2 separate regions of the Mus musculus genome follow, and region 1 is linked to region 2. A link is a contact called in public Hi-C data. All regions are on one chromosome and are shown on one strand. The core of a region is the stretch at or near the end of the contact, and the rest is flanking DNA. Distances in the headings are between cores, read along the strand shown.

Region 1 (2,945 bases), core at 429-2,928, 520 kb before region 2:
GAACTACTCTAGATGTTCCAAACTTCACATGAAGATATCCAGGAAATTAACAGTCAGAGCCCTAGACGTATGCTTCAGTCACTTCACAGTTCAAGTCAGAGTAATGGCAGGCCACCCAAGTTTCAATAGCAAATTCAGATGCAAAGATTTTGAGCAGAATAAAAAGGTGTTGCATCGCACTGTTAAGACCTGAAGTGGTTAGGTTAGCTAGATAGTAGGAGACAGTTGACACATGAATTAGGTACAAGGGGCCACTGTCAATAAGCATATCACAAGTACCTGAATAATACCATTCATTGTAATGAACAGCAGGAATAATTTTATTTTACACGTAAAAGTGTGTGGAGTGTGTGAAGATACGTATGAGTGCTCACATGTGCGCACAAGTACACATGCATGTGTGTAGGCTTGAAGTTAGTATCGTGTGTTTTTCTCACTCACTCTCCATTTTTTTTTAACTGATCTAGGGTCTCTTGCTGAGCTAGTGTTTTGCCAATCCAATGTGCCCGATCTAGCTACTCAGCTTGCCCATGGTATTTCTTTCCTCTTCCTTCCAACGGATATCAGTGCATCAGTTTGTCTTTTACATGGGCCTGGTGGATCTGAACACTGTTCCTAATGCTTATGGGACAAGTGCCACTCCTCACTAGGATTTTTTTTCTTAGTTACTTAACATTGTAGTTACCTTTTAATTTTCCTTCTTTTTACAATTGAATCCACAAAATTTAAACTGGAATAAAGATTACTCTTCTAAATTCCCCAAAGTTATTGATAATAAATAAAATTTTCATAGAACAGGTCAAGTGAGTAGTTTGAATTCTGCAGGAGTGATTAGGTGCCCTGTGACACTGTGTGCCTGTCCAGAACTTAGCAACCCTGCCTGAGTCATGATAGTTATCTAAAAATGGTCATATTCACCAGGTAGCACCATCCACAGCCGATTGACAAAGCACAGGTCTCTGCGAGGTGGCTTCTCCTTCTTAATGACATTGTGAGTGTAGGGAAGATTCTTAAAGTTGGATACTTAGGGTTTTACAATGGAGATACTGCATTTGGGGAGTTTATGCAAGTGGCCTTTCTGAGACACAGAAATGAAGAAGAGCTAAGCTGCACTCTGCAGAAAACCTGTACTCCATCTCTCGACCATTACACTGATGAAATATTTCAATAAATCACAGTCTTTTGCTGTCCTTGGATGTTTTGCAGTATCAGCGGGTGCCACTGTATAATGCGCATTGATTTCTGCTTGCAATTTAATGGCAAGAAAAGCTGTTTAATCATTTGACTCTTGACTGGTTAATAAAGAATCTGTCTCATTTAATAAGTTTATTTTCGATAAGACTACCATCCTGTCCATAGTTCTGTATTCCTCTTTATTCCTTTCACTGGGGGAGGGGTAGTAAACAGGTCTTCCAGGAACATGATGCAGTGGGCATGCCTCCTCAGCTTGTCTTTATCATCATTGGGACTTGCAAGGCTGCCCCATTATCCAGCAGTGAATACCCCAGAATCACCTGCTAAATAAATTTCAGTGCCTTTGCGTGCCTCAGAAATTAGTGTTAAATAAACTAAATTGTGGAACCCCTTCCCCTCCCCTTCCCCGCTTCAAACTAAAGGCTGTGGTGTAATTACAGGAGGCAAGCACCCTGTTGATATAATTTTCCACCCAATCACATCTCATTAGCATTCAATTTTGCTAAAGCCACATGACATAAAAGTCACTAATAACCTGGTGCATTTTGTAGGGTATTGGCAAAAATTAAAATCAGATGAAACCACATGAAAGTCTATGACCTAGGGAGGCTGCTAACAGGATTAAAAATGTCAAGAATGCTGGGAGGGAGCCATCTGAGAAAAGTCACCCCCCCCCCCCCCCCGTGTTAGAAGACTCAATTAGCCTTCTTCATCTGAGGATTTGGGATGCTGCTTGGGAGCTTGGGAAGGGAGGTGACAGAGAGAGATGTTCCATTTGGCTAAGGAGGTGTTGTGAACTAACGAATACATTTTCCAGGTAACTTCCTCTCAACTTGTTGATGTAAAATGAATGACACCACCAACTAGGAAATCTTTACCCAACTTCCCAGCAAATCTGCTTTCTGCATTGTCTAAAACTGGCTTAAACCTTCTGCTGTGTTTCTGAGTGTTAACTGGAGATTGGCCGGTGATAGGACTAAGTCTATCGGTCTTAGATAAATCTGAGATTTAGAGGGAGGGAGATTCCCCTGAATTTCCTCAGCAACAGCTGACATTTGACTCCAGCAAAGGCCCTGTGTGTTCTTGTTCACTGCCATGTCTTAAGTGACAAAAATATATAAATACTGGACCAGCATCATGTGCCTGGTCTCCTCCTCTGGAAAGCTCTTTCAATAGGCATGCAGTACTAAAAGCCCTTCCTGAGGGGGCTCCATACATAAACTGAACATTTGAGTGCTAGGTGGAACTAGGACTCTGAGAGGGAGAAGATGGGTTTTATCTGTAATCTCTGATCATATGAGACAGTTTTATTGATAAATATAACCAGTTTTGACATCTCTATATTTCAAGGGAAATCAGTTGTGTGGGTCTGGGGAAAGATACCTGTTAAAACTAGAAACAGAATTACAGAATACAACTGCAGGGCAACACTGTCCAGCTGCATCACATCTATCAGCCACTGTTCTGCTGGGATTTTAACCAGTAATGTAGGCTGCATGGGCCTCAAAGTCGGCCTTGTGATGCAGGACCAGTTGTTTGCTGGATGGGCTTTGGCAGTTTTCTAAAGCACTTGTATGCATTCCTCAAGGGCTCACTATGGAAATTTGTAAATGAAACACAAGCCACAGTTCAGGAAACTCCTCCACTCACAGTCTATGCTGCCATGAAAGCCATCCCTTCAGAGGTGATGGTGTACTAAGGATTAGGTGCTGAGCTTCTCTTAGGATAAAGATACATTTACATTGTGTCCT
Region 2 (2,829 bases), core at 75-2,574:
TTCTCGAGCGATAGGACTGTTGGCACAAACCACCATGCCTGGCTAATAAAGGTATTTTCATTACAAATTGTATACAAAGTTAACACAATAATACCTCTACCCCAGATATTAATACCATTGTGCTTAGTAGACTTAAACTCAGTAGGTAATCATGAGTAGCCCTAACAGCTCATTCAAGTAGCTTGGTAAATGTCTACTTTCAGGAAGTATGTGTTGATCTAGTCTTCAAACAACAATATTCTGTTTCTTTTGGAAGCTGGTGCATAAAGGACTGTGACCAGAACATGCTAAAGCTGCCTTTCTAACTACACACAGGAGGCAGTGATTTAACTGCTCTCTAAGTAATTCAATCTCAATTAAAATAATATTCTGGGGTAGTGTGGAGTTAAGACAGTGTTTCTCAGACTGATCTCAAACTCTGAGAGGTCCACCTGCCTCTGCCTCCTCCCAAGTGCTGGGATTAAAGCAAATGCCACTACACTCAGCATGAATTCTTAAATAATAACACAAAGTGGTTTTATTTTTGAGGTGGTTTGAATGAGAATGTCCCCCCATAGGCTCATATACTTGACTATTTGGTCTTTAGTTGCTGTAACTGTTAGGGAATGATTATGAGGTATCTTATCGGAATTGGTGCCTCACTAGGGGAAGCCATTGAGTATGAAAAAGGCTAGTGCAAGTCCCAGTACACTCACTCTCTCCCTCCCTCCCTACCCCAAGATATGATCTCTCAGCCATTCCTGTTACCATGCCCTTGCTTTCCCCTCCTCTCATCATGGACTCTAACACTAAAAATGTAACCCCAATTAAACACTTCCTCCTATAAGGTGTCTTGATCATGTGTTTTCTCACAGCAATAGAAAAATAACTAATGCACAATTATTGTTCTGTGTGCACAGAGAACATCCGGGGGTTTGTGCCTGTTACAATTTCCCAATATCATCAGTGGGCACTGATGTGCCATCACTGATGGGCACTCTTATGCTACCTACTTGGACTATGGGGGACAAGTTCTAATAATGGTAGAGCTGCTCACACTTTAGTGAGCATGTTCCATCCATCCATGAGATGAATTTTTTCGTTGTTTAAAGGTTATATGACAATTTTGTTTTGTTTGCATTACAGTGATAAACCTTTAAGAACAGCAGGCTCCTCAGGTAAAGACACACTGCACTATCCTTCAGCAATAATTTCCAAGCAATATCTATCACACAAGATATATTAAATTCTTAAGAAACCATTCCTCAAGCTGGTAGCTCCAGACCCTTGGGGGCTGCTTGGACATAGTCTAAAGAAAATGGCCTTTTCATTTCCAGCTCGCTGCAGGACTTTGACAGTTGCTTTCAGATCGGATGATTTCATGCAGACTTGGTTTCTTCTTTGTACAGTCTGCTAGTTAGTTTGAACTCCCTACACAGAAGCCATGGCCAAAAGGGTAACATAGTGCAGGGAACATCTGGCACGCCAGCTGATCGACATCCAATGTCCTTGCCTACCTTGGGGAATGTGATACTAATCATAATTATCTGTTGATAATAGATATTACCTGCATCAATATGGTGAAACTCAAACCAAAGAGAGGTATTCAAACGGTTTAAAATATGTTCTCATATTGCTCTGAGAGCATGAAACCTAGGAGAGATAATTGTTGACAGCTGTTCCACCATCCACTGGGGTGACAAATGTCTATAACAACAGTGGAACCGGAGTGATTTCTCACCTGAAAGGACGGACATTCCTTAGTGTGGACTACTCTGGTTTCTGATAAAAATTCATTCCTACTTTTTTTTTTTAATCCTGTGAACGACTTAATCCATTCCTGGTTTTGCTTAAGTTTAACCAAATGGATTTCTTTTGTTCTTTAAAATGAATGTGATGGACTAGTCAACAGAGCCCACGGAGAGACACTGCTTCCTTGTGGTCACTAAAGTTGGAAATGGTAGAAGTCAGAATCAAGCCATCTCTCATCTTTGCCCTGTTCCTCTGAGGGTCTGTGAACAGGAGCTATCTTGCTTCCAGACAAGCTGTCTTTCTCTTTCCCCTCCCCCTCCCCTCTCTGTATTCTCATTCTCATTCTCTGTTTCCGTCTGTCTCTCTGTCTCTATGTCTCTGTCTGTCTCTGTCTGTCTCTCTGTCTCTCTGTCTCTGTCTCTCTCTCTGTCTCTCTCTGTCTCTCTCTCTCTCTCTCTCTCTCTCACACACACACACACACACACACACACACACACAATGTAGAGAAAGTCAGATAATATTTGGCGTATTAGAAGTCTTCCCTGGATTAACAGTCAACGTTCACACAATCTGTAGCAGATGTACAACTGTTAATGTGCACCAGGCAGAGCAATCCCAAAGCTACCCAGGTGTCTTCCATCAAGATCCTGTCCCTAATACAGACACACAGAGGGGGGTTTTCTCCTTCAGTGTCTACCATTGTTGGCACTAGGAATTTGTGTCATCTCCTGTGCACTTAGGGAGTGTATACCAGGTCATTGAAGAAGGCTATGCTGTATTTCAACTTGAATGCAAACCTTTCATTATTCCTTTAGCTATGAACATCAATCATCCTTGAGGATCATTATTAAGTCAGTTGACAATCTTTACCTGTCTCTATTAAAGATCCTTTTGCTCTAACCTTCTTATTAGAGGATTAACCTCATAGATGCTTTAACATGCTCACCATTCATCCCTGAGCTCACTGCAGTGGTCATTAGGCCATGTGTGACTAGAGATAATAAACTATGTCCTTTCATGGAACTGCCTTCATAAGCTGGCTCTTTGGCAGATAGACTTTACCAGGAAGATACTCACTTTGGAGTCTCTGATATAGTA

The links. A called contact is a pair of places that touch in the nucleus more often than the background predicts.
Region 1: a contact with region 2 is called in a Hi-C map of cerebellum, with 3 times the contacts expected there. The contact joins two enhancer-like sites. A contact is called at or near these places in 1 of 15 datasets of contacts at CTCF or cohesin (stem cell-derived epiblast-like cells) and 2 of 484 Hi-C or Micro-C datasets (cerebellum and nephron progenitors).

What each region holds. Positions count from the first base shown.
Region 1 is chr7:51,309,139-51,312,083 of GRCm38.p6, reverse strand. No RefSeq gene overlaps it. Among named protein-coding and RNA genes, the nearest start is that of Gm33015, 130 kb to the left of the region's middle. Within about 2 kb of position 1,678, at least 1 of the 459 cell types and tissues checked has an H3K27ac peak or open chromatin away from gene starts, as enhancers often do. A contact at or near this core is called in cerebellum, where this site is marked.
Region 2 is chr7:50,788,181-50,791,009 of GRCm38.p6, reverse strand. The region is part of intron 15 of Nell1 (NEL-like 1); the gene reads right to left. Among named protein-coding and RNA genes, the nearest start is that of 4933405O20Rik, 190 kb to the right of the region's middle. Within about 2 kb of position 1,324, at least 1 of the 459 cell types and tissues checked has an H3K27ac peak or open chromatin away from gene starts, as enhancers often do. A contact at or near this core is called in cerebellum, where this site is marked.